Regions from separate parts of the Mus musculus genome. Here all the other regions are linked to region 1. A link is a contact called in public Hi-C data. All regions are on one chromosome and are shown on one strand. The core of a region is the stretch at or near the end of the contact, and the rest is flanking DNA. Distances in the headings are between cores, read along the strand shown.

Region 1 (2,932 bases), core at 272-2,771:
GAGTAACTCTTGAAAAACAAACCAAGGAAGTCAGAAGATGAAAACCAGTCTGGGCACGTTTTCTCTTTGTCCTTTCTTTTTTCCAATTTCTCCCAGTCAAAGCTTCAGCTCAAATGCCCCAGATTCTCCAGCTGATAACTTGAAAGCAAACAAAAATGACTGAAAAGACACACTGAGGTTTTTCAAGAGTGTGGCACCCAGAAATGCCCAGTTCTTGCTAAAACTGCAGAAAGGTGCAAAGAAGCAGGCTTGCAAAGACTGGAGACAGAGATAGAAGGGTCTGAATCTTCATCCTGGCACTGATCATGCTCCAAGACAACCTATTAAGTCGTGTGCTTATGCTGTGTTTCCCCTCAAACTGGGCTTAAGTTACTTTACTTATTTTATTTTTATGACAAAAATGTTCAAGTGTCAATTTTCCAGAGGTGGAACGGCTGGATCTTTTAGGATGTAGCTCCTCCGTGGGCCACTTATTTTCCTGATGATGTACTATGGCTGGGTCTGAAAGCTGTGATCAAACTGTTTGATAGAAGGATGTTTAGGGATGAGTGGCTCTAGATCTATGGTTTCTGCAGGTTCAGTTTATGACATCCTGGTTCCATGGACTCGGGCAGAACTTCATGGTGGCAGAATTATTGGACAGAGAGGAAGCTGAGGGACAGTCAGGATGGAGCCAGGAGCAAAAGATCCCAAGGATCACCCCAGTCAGCTACTACCTACAGCTAAGTTCTACCTCTTAACGTTTCTAGGACTTCCCAAAAACAGTACCACCAAGAAGGAACTTTGCTGTGACCTAAGAACCCCTGGGAGAGACTTCATATTTAAACTACAGTCCTTTTCAGAGACACAATCCTAGCTCTCATGCACAGCAAGTGACATGAAGGAGCTAGGAGGAACATGGCCTGCTTTTTATTCCTTCAAACAGGAAAATTACCTCAGTAGACATTGCTGTGCTCTTTATGAAGTGAATCATACCTTCAGACCTGGCCCCCCCTCCACCATACCAAGGGTGGGGGGAGGGGAGGAATCGTAATTGTAACTGAATCCAAAAGCCTTACCTGCTTAAGGGAGTTAAATATATAGTATTTTCCACCAAAGCAAGGCCACCTCCTGCCTTCTTGAGTCCCTTACCTGCCTGTCACTAAGCTTTTCTCTGCCTCACAAGGGACAGTCACAGGTACTGCCTGTGATGTGACTCTGACTAATATGAATTCTAGGAACTACCTCTTCCAAGTAATGATGTGCTAGTCCTAGCAAGTTCATCAAAGACTCAAATATTGTCTCAGTGTCTTCAAGTGGACCACTCTGTGTGTTTGTGTGTGTGTGTGTGTGTGTGTGTGTGTGTGTGTGTGTGTGTGTGTGTGTCTATTTAGAGTATGACAGCCGGTTGCTAGGCAACGCATCTCCAACAAGGGGAGTGTGAAAATAAATAAATAAACACATGATGAGAATGTGGTCCAGAGCTTGTTATGACAAGAGCATTTGGGTGCAGTTCAGTCCCGCTTGATGGGAGTGTCACGGGGATGTCAGAGCTTGCTCAGCTCCCTCATGAGTTCCTTGCCTTTCAGCTCCTTGCCCTCTGTCTTATGTGGTGGGGAAAGCAGAGATGAAATACAGCTCTCTGGAGGGCTGTGCCTTTGTGAAAGGCTATTATAGCTGTAACAAAACTTTTGTAATCTGTAACCATATCCCATTACATCTCCAGGCTCCTTGGGTCTCTTCCCAGTCGTAAGGAAAACACACACGCCCTTTTCTTCCTTTCCTTCTTGCGTTCTTCCTTGCACCCTTGCTAGTTTCCACTCTTTAAAAGGTCATCCCAGTTGTTCTTTTCACACAGATTTTCCTTCTTAGCCTTTGATGGAAATTGGCCCTAGGTCTCCAGAAAGGCTGGGTGGTGTCTTTGCTATCAAAGACAAATGGAGGAAGCAGGGGCCGACTGCAGATGAGCTTACTTCAGTGGGCCAGGAGTTGCTGGGGATGATTAAGCCCTCTTCTGTCAGAATTAACCTTTTTTGAGCCTAGATTGTCTTCACACTCGATTATTACCTTCATTCTTGCTTTGAGGGAAACCAATTGGCTTAGAGTTGAAGAAGCAAGTTAAAATCAGACCTGGGGTCCTGACTCAGGTGCAACCAGTTACTAGTCACACGTCCTTAGGAAATGGCATCCAATCTCTCAGCTTCTTCATATGCAGAAAGAGGTTCCTGCTAACTGTCTTATAATTTCTCTCATAGAAGTTCTGTGAGACAGGAGGAGAAGGAAGAGGAGAAGGAGGAAGAAGAAGAGGAGAGTGGATTCAGGTAGTACTGAATCTCAAATGCTTCTTTTATTGCCTTGAGCTGCACAGTCCAGCCTTGATTCTTAAAGTCTGAAAGTCTTAGTTGAACCAGATTTCAATAAGGAATAAGATTCATAGGATTATGATGAGAGTTAAATGAAATTTAGTATCAAAACTCTAATAGAGAACTTTGTCCATAGCTGTACCCAGCATACTTGTTGAATGAAGACTAGAGAGTGGGGGTGGGGGTGGGGAGGGTGAGTTTGGTTGTTTTTCATGATTAAGTTACACTATCCTCATTTATTTTCTCTTCATCCCATTTCCTGTTTCTTCTCTCATTTCCCTTCTTTGACTCCCCAATTCCTTCCTTCTTTCTTCTCTTTCTCTCTTTCCTACATATTTGAGCTTTAGAATTGTCTTCTTTACCAAACTGTACCTTCAGCCCCCTTTGTCCAGGTTCTACCTCCTCCTCCGTTAGTTAGTATCCATACACTTTAGTCCAAATGATCCATAAGAGATACTTAAATTGAGTCTGTTTGAATGAAAGACACTCCATGGAGTTAGGCCTGAAGAAGGCTGCAGGTTTGCTACACAGATATCTCTCGATTGATTCCCAGGGACTGTTCTGACTCTAGGTCCAATTCTTTGAGTACT
Region 2 (2,948 bases), core at 381-2,880, 400 kb after region 1:
TGATAAACAGGGATGGAGAAAGGAATCAGGTCATCTAGATGAAAGGATGTGTAGCTGATGGCTCAATTAGTCCCTCCTGGATGGGAATGAATTCATTCCTGGGACTATCGTCTAAGACTTCGGAATGGGTAATTCCAAGTAACAGCAAAAGAACACGTGTTTGATACTTGTTTTGTTGCTGGGTCAAAATACTCAACAGAAGCAAATTAATAAAGGAAAGGTTGATTTTGGCTCAAAGTCCCTGGATCTAGCCCATCATGATGGGGAAGTCAAGGCAGCAGGAGCCTAAGGTTGGTGGTTGCCAGTACTGCATTCATTATCATAAATGAGAAGGCTTACCCTCAGGTGGAATTCTTCTATTTAGTGTAGGATCCTAGTCCATAGAATGGTAAGTACCTTGCATCTTCCCACCTCAATAACCTAATCTAAATAATCCCTCGCTCTCTCACAGGCCCAGGGACTTGTTCCTATTGTGGTTCTAAATTCCAACAAGTTGTCAGTCAAGATTAAGTATCACAAAGTGCTTCTTAAGCACAAAGATGTAGCCATGATTTTAATACCTTCATTGTGTTATCTTCTCTGCCAGCCTTAAGCAGAAAAGATGCCATTGATATATAATGCCACAGTTCAAATAACTCAGGGACAGATGTGAAGTTGGTGGGCTTAACCACGTGTCTGTGACACAAGGCGAGGCAGCTGGATCTTTCTGGATCTTCACTTCCTTGGGTGCTTGGATCTGACACATCTAAGTTTCTCAGGCATGAATACCAGAAGTGAAAATAGGTGTAAGCAAAAGACTCCCTGGAGTTCTGGAAATATAGTTCAGCAGATCTATAAGGTTCCTGCTTCACCTACTCAGATCTTCATCTTAAGCCTACATTCTTTGAGCATTCATCTGCTTAGCTCCCTGCAGTGAAGATACAAGGAAACAGAGATTGGCGGTGCATTCTGACCCAACTGGAAGACACAAAGATGGCCATCCTCCATCCATGGCTTCCAAGCCAAGAGATATGACTCAAAGGGGCTTACCATACAGAGTTGACTGTGAGGCAAAGACACAAGACTATGAGCCTGCAATTCCCCAGAGAGAAGTCAGAGCCAAGGAGCTCAGAAACAGGACCATGTGCGAACTGTGCATAGCGTTAAACACTGTCACTCCACCCACTATTAAATGTGGCTCAGTGAAAGTGAGTTAGTTCTTCCCCCTGCTCCAGGGAGCAGTAAAAGACACGATGGATGGATTCTGCTCCTTCATTGGCTGACACATCACGGTAGAGAAGAGTCTGCTTGTCCCTTCTTCATCTGGATGGGGTTCCTGACTGGAACAACTGAGAAACAGAACCAATCAGAAAAACTTTGCCAAGGACTTTCCTCCAAAAAACAGTACAGGACTGCATGGTTCTGCCTTTAATATCTCACACATAGGATAGACTTTGTTTCTTTCATGCAGTATTGATCTGAGTGATCCTACCCAGCCACCTCCTTGGTTGGCACTGAGGGCCACGAAAAAGTTCTCTCCCATAAGAAGCCATGTTGTCCCGGAAGATGAAGTGAGAGTCTACAGCCCAGAAGCCGGTCTCCACTGCTGGTGAAAAGACAGGGCCTGTTCTAGACTTTCCCAAGGCTGACTCAAGAGAAACACAAATGCTGTGAATCACTCCATGTGGAGGGAGGCGATGAAAGGTCTGTAGAGCCAAGGGGGAAAAGAGATCCAGGAAAAGATTTCAGAGATAAAGAGAACGGGTCCTCAGCCAGGCAGCTTGGGGAGAAGAGGGAAAGGGAGGCTCTTCAACAGATGTTTTATTAACTCGCTGCTGAGCAGGAGCGAGCCAGCTGTGGCCTTCTGAGGAACTTTTTCCATCACAGACCCTTGGCGTCGAAAAAAGAATAAAGTTGAAAACGGATGGCACCAGATTGTGTCCATGATTTATCAGTTTAATCTTGTCACCACGAATCAAAGAAACCCATTCAAGGAGGCAACAGCAAAGCAAAGAAATGGATTCGATATGAATCAGTTATTTGCGGTCAATCTGGGAAGTTTCTTTGGAGTATTAAAAATAAAATAAAATAAAATAAAATAAAACCCAAGGAGAAAGGCAATCCAGTGGTTTCTCGTGGCAAACTTTCAGGGGATAAAGAATTTAATTTGGGTTAAGTTTGGAGCTCAGTGGTAGCCTGCATGTGTGAAGGCCCTGGGTTCAATTCCCAGCAGCACACAAAAGTGATAATTTAACAAAGCACAGAGCACCGTGTTCTAAGGATGAAACACTGTCACAAATTAAACAGGATAAAATCCCCAGGCCAGGGGCGGTCCTCAGAGAATGTTCAGGACAGTTGTGGAGATGCCCTGACTCCCTTGACTGTGGTTTTCCTGTCCTTCTGGAAGCAGTAGGACCAGAAGATAGAAGTCAGAACAAATTTCCTTTGTGTTTCTCCTTTATAGATTATATCCCTGTGTTCCTATCTCAGGGTCTTTGCACTTGCTGTTCTGAAACCCTGCGGGTATCTGCTCCTTGTCTGGCTGGTTCCTTTCCCTGCTTTCGGTGCTCACTGCAATGTCCTCTCCATGTCGGTTTTCCTGGGGGGCAGTGAGGGGGGGTGCTCACCTCACCGAAAGACATCCCCTTTATCTCCAGTCTCCTGTATATTTACATAATAGTAATACTTGAATTATCAAAATCTTGATCGTCAGATTATCAGAGAAAAATCACAAAAGGGGAAAGGAAAACCGAAAGAACTCTAGATACAAATGACAGATAAGTAAAGAATTGCTGTATGACCCTGGAGATTCCTTTGTTCTGACGTCTATCTTCTGAACTTACTGCTTCCAGAAGGACAGGAGAAGCATCACAGGAGTCAGAGCATCCCCACAGCTGTAGTGAATGGTCTCTGAGGAAGGCCTCCTGGCCTGGGGATTCTATCCCGATTAAATTGTTATTGTGATTACA
Region 3 (3,135 bases), core at 428-2,927, 500 kb after region 1:
CTATCCAGGGCTCGAGAGTTTTGATTCTTTCTTAGTTCTGTTCTTTTTTGCTGTTTCTTAGCACAGAATTTTCTCCTCTTACCTTTGTTAGTTCTTTTCCTGTGTTCTCTTCTTCTGGTTCCCTTTATAATCCTAGATCTTTGAATTGTGAGCTAAGGTTGTTGAGCTATTTCTTATTGGGTTTGGTTTCTCCTCAGATCACTGCTGTAATTATACACCAGAAATTCTGGTGGGAACCTTTTCATTCTGTCATTGCCGTAAGAAATCCTGCAATTTCTGCTCATGCTTCCTTGCAATGGTTGTTAGACAAAGAAATGCTGCATTTGGTAATTTTCAGGTTGGAGCATTAGAAACAATTTTTTCTCACTAACAATATTTCCCAGTACTTACCAAATTCTTATGCCCCAGAAAAATTCAGTTGGCATCTTAACCTCAAGGTGATAACACTCAGGGAGGAAGCCTTTAGAGGATTATTAGGTTGCTAAGGCTCTACCCATATAGAAGAGGCTGCCAGAAAGATAGCTAGTGCTTGGCGCCATGTAAAGATACAGCCAAGGAGGGGAACCCTCACAATGCATTCGATTCAGTAGCACCTCCGTCTGGACTTAGCCATCTCCATGGCTGTGAGAATGTCATTTCACATGCTTTTAACCTACTCAGACGACAGTGTTTTGCTTTGTTTAAACCTGAACACTCTAAGACATGTGGTCAGTTTTTAGTGGTCAGTTTTTTGTTAGGGCTCTAGTTAGATTCAACAAATTGTTCCCAATAGAAGACTACCCTAGAGTCTTGAGCCCTGCAGAGGGACCATAAGTACAGCCTTCTCCAGGGTCTGTATGTGGGAAGCTCCTTATATCCTCGTTTCCTTTTGTTTTGGGATGCACTATGAAGAAGCTTCATTTTCTTTCCCCTGCAGCACATTTGGTCCTTTTTTTTCCCCCCATGGAGATCTGGGTTTCTGTTGTCGTTTCTCTTTTAGTATTTCCTAGTCCAGTCTTGGGCATCACCATGCCAGGCTTTTTTTTTTTTAAAGTGTACTGTGAATCCTTAAAGATGGGGCTTCAGATCCTCATTTCCTGATAGAAATTCACTGTAGCCTGTAGTTTTAGGTACGTGTTATTTCTCATTGTGTGTTTTCTGCTTTAGACACTTCTGGGACTGATGTCTAGCACGTGGTCTCCATATGACTTTTGTTCCCACCTTTGCTTTATCTCCATTCTGTTAACCTCTCTCATGCTCCTCATATCCAATAATATTTGGGGTCTTTTGGGTACTAAGATAGCATTTATTTTTATTTATCTTATTTATTTTTTCCTTCTATTGCTTTCCAGAGTTTATTCAATTCTTATTGCACATTTTTCTTGAGTATATAAGGATGTTGTGGGATATTTTTGTTCTGAGCTTTGCAACTAATGATTTAAAGTTTTTGTTTCATATTTTCAAATGCTGCTTTTAGACACTGATTCAGCCAGGATACATGTTAAAGTTTTCTCCTGCTTTCTGTGTGTGACCCAGGTTGGAGTATTTTCACTTCCTGGATGGCTTTGATGCTCCAATTTTGTCTTCTTAGTGACTCTGTAAGGATGCTGACGGCCATTTTCTGTGTACCTGTAAGAATTTAACACAAATGAATGTCAGCACAGCTGTCCAGCTAGGTGCCTGAAACATTTCCTGGTTCAAGAGTGCCCTCTTCTGGGGTGAAAACGTTGCTTTTCTTTTATTGAGGGCACCTAGGGCAGGGTGGAGGGGGTGGTGGCAGCCAGTCTTCCAATTTTGAGATTCGCTTTTGTTTGATAGGACACTTCTTTATTGTTCTTCACTAAGAAGCCCCCAACTGCACCTCTGTCACATGACCTCCTCTCTCACATAATTGGTGCCTTTCTCATATGACAGTCCAGCTCCACACACAGCCAGGTTCTCTTGTTCCATACCCTAAACCCAGAGCTCTTGGGTGACCAGGTCCCAACATATTACTTTTCATTCTGGTGTGAAACTTCATTTTCCAAGATTCAGTTTATCTGAAGTTTTGCCACAGTACGGTGATGTCTCCATACCTCTCTTTAGCTTTCTATCCAGAGTTCTACCTACACATTCTGAAGCCATGAGACCTGAAGTACATGTTTCTATTTGCATGTTATCTGAAGTTACTGTTAATTGTATTGTAATATGAGTGTATGTATTTTGAGGGGAGAGGAAAGGGGGCAAATGAATATCTGGAAGTCTATTTTTGATTCAAAGGATTCTTGAAACTGTTTTGAACACAAGAAAGAGTAACATTTAGAATTAGTAACTAATAAAGCCTACAGCTGTGTCCTTTGGTGTCCAGCCAGTTTTATCCTTAATATTTCAAGTCTCCCTGAGTCCATCATTTAACTCCTCCAGACACCCATTTTCTCCCTTAGTAAAAGAACACTTGTATCTTTCAGGTAAGGCAGCAGAACCCAGTCTTCTGTTTTCAACAATCTTTGCCTCTGCTTTCCACCTCGTGCATACAAAGGAAATTAGCTTGCATTCATAACTCGATAAGAAAATATTGAAAGAAAACATGCCCTGTCTTAACATGGTCTCAGGAAAATGTAAATATCGACTCTCATGCCAAGCCTTTTAAAGAAGACTGGGGTCTCTGTTGGTTCTGTTTGCAGCCTTTAACCAGTGAGAGTTCAGTTAAGAGTTGCCACTCCTCTGCACTGGATTTCTTTTATAAGGTCAGCATGTTCCCTTTCAGACTCCCAATACTCACCAAGTCCAAGGAGATATCCATGGCTTTGACCTCCTCCCCTCTTTTCCATGCCCCTCCCAGCTCAGGGTCCAACCTTAAAAACAACTCCCACTCTACTGAAATATCTCCTTCCTAGAGGAGACCATAATTTAAAATAAAACAGTAAAGAGTCGGGAGAACTTCAGAGCTAAATGTGAAAGCACTCAGGGTCACTATAACCATCCTTGCTTAATAATGTATATTTACATTAAATCCTTCGTTCTCATGTGGCTAAAGGAGTGGCTGAAAACACAATACCACAGACGATTAATTCCACAAGGTCTTTCACCAGTTTTGGCAATGCATTTGCTTTGCATTGAAAGGGCACTTGCCCAGTGTTAAACAGATCCATGTTTCTAGTGGTCAAAGGAACTCAC

What was found. A called contact is a pair of places that touch in the nucleus more often than the background predicts.
Region 2: a contact with region 1 is called in a Hi-C map of uterus, with 5 times the contacts expected there. The contact joins two enhancer-like sites. A contact is called at or near these places in 1 of 484 Hi-C or Micro-C datasets (uterus) and 1 of 9 other capture datasets (embryonic stem cells).
Region 3: a Hi-C map of uterus shows a contact between it and region 1, with 5 times the contacts expected there. The contact joins two enhancer-like sites. A contact is called at or near these places in 6 of 484 Hi-C or Micro-C datasets (cerebral cortex, embryonic fibroblasts, myocytes and 1 more), 1 of 115 datasets of contacts at active chromatin or transcription factors (fibro-adipogenic progenitors) and 1 of 9 other capture datasets (embryonic stem cells).

The regions. Positions count from the first base shown.
Region 1 is chr1:73,117,265-73,120,196 of GRCm38.p6, forward strand. No RefSeq gene overlaps it. Among named protein-coding and RNA genes, the nearest start is that of Gm29185, 22 kb to the right of the region's middle. Within about 2 kb of position 1,522, at least 19 of the 459 cell types and tissues checked have an H3K27ac peak or open chromatin away from gene starts, as enhancers often do. A contact at or near this core is called in uterus, where this site is marked.
Region 2 is chr1:73,514,896-73,517,843 of GRCm38.p6, forward strand. No RefSeq gene overlaps it. Among named protein-coding and RNA genes, the nearest start is that of C530043A13Rik, 14 kb to the right of the region's middle. Within about 2 kb of position 1,631, at least 19 of the 459 cell types and tissues checked have an H3K27ac peak or open chromatin away from gene starts, as enhancers often do. A contact at or near this core is called in uterus, where this site is marked.
Region 3 is chr1:73,617,059-73,620,193 of GRCm38.p6, forward strand. It overlaps 6030407O03Rik (RIKEN cDNA 6030407O03 gene), which reads right to left. Exons shown (of 9, transcript NR_045311.1): 9 at 1,323-1,608. Among named protein-coding and RNA genes, the nearest start is that of C530043A13Rik, 89 kb to the left of the region's middle. Within about 2 kb of position 1,678, at least 7 of the 459 cell types and tissues checked have an H3K27ac peak or open chromatin away from gene starts, as enhancers often do. A contact at or near this core is called in uterus, where this site is marked.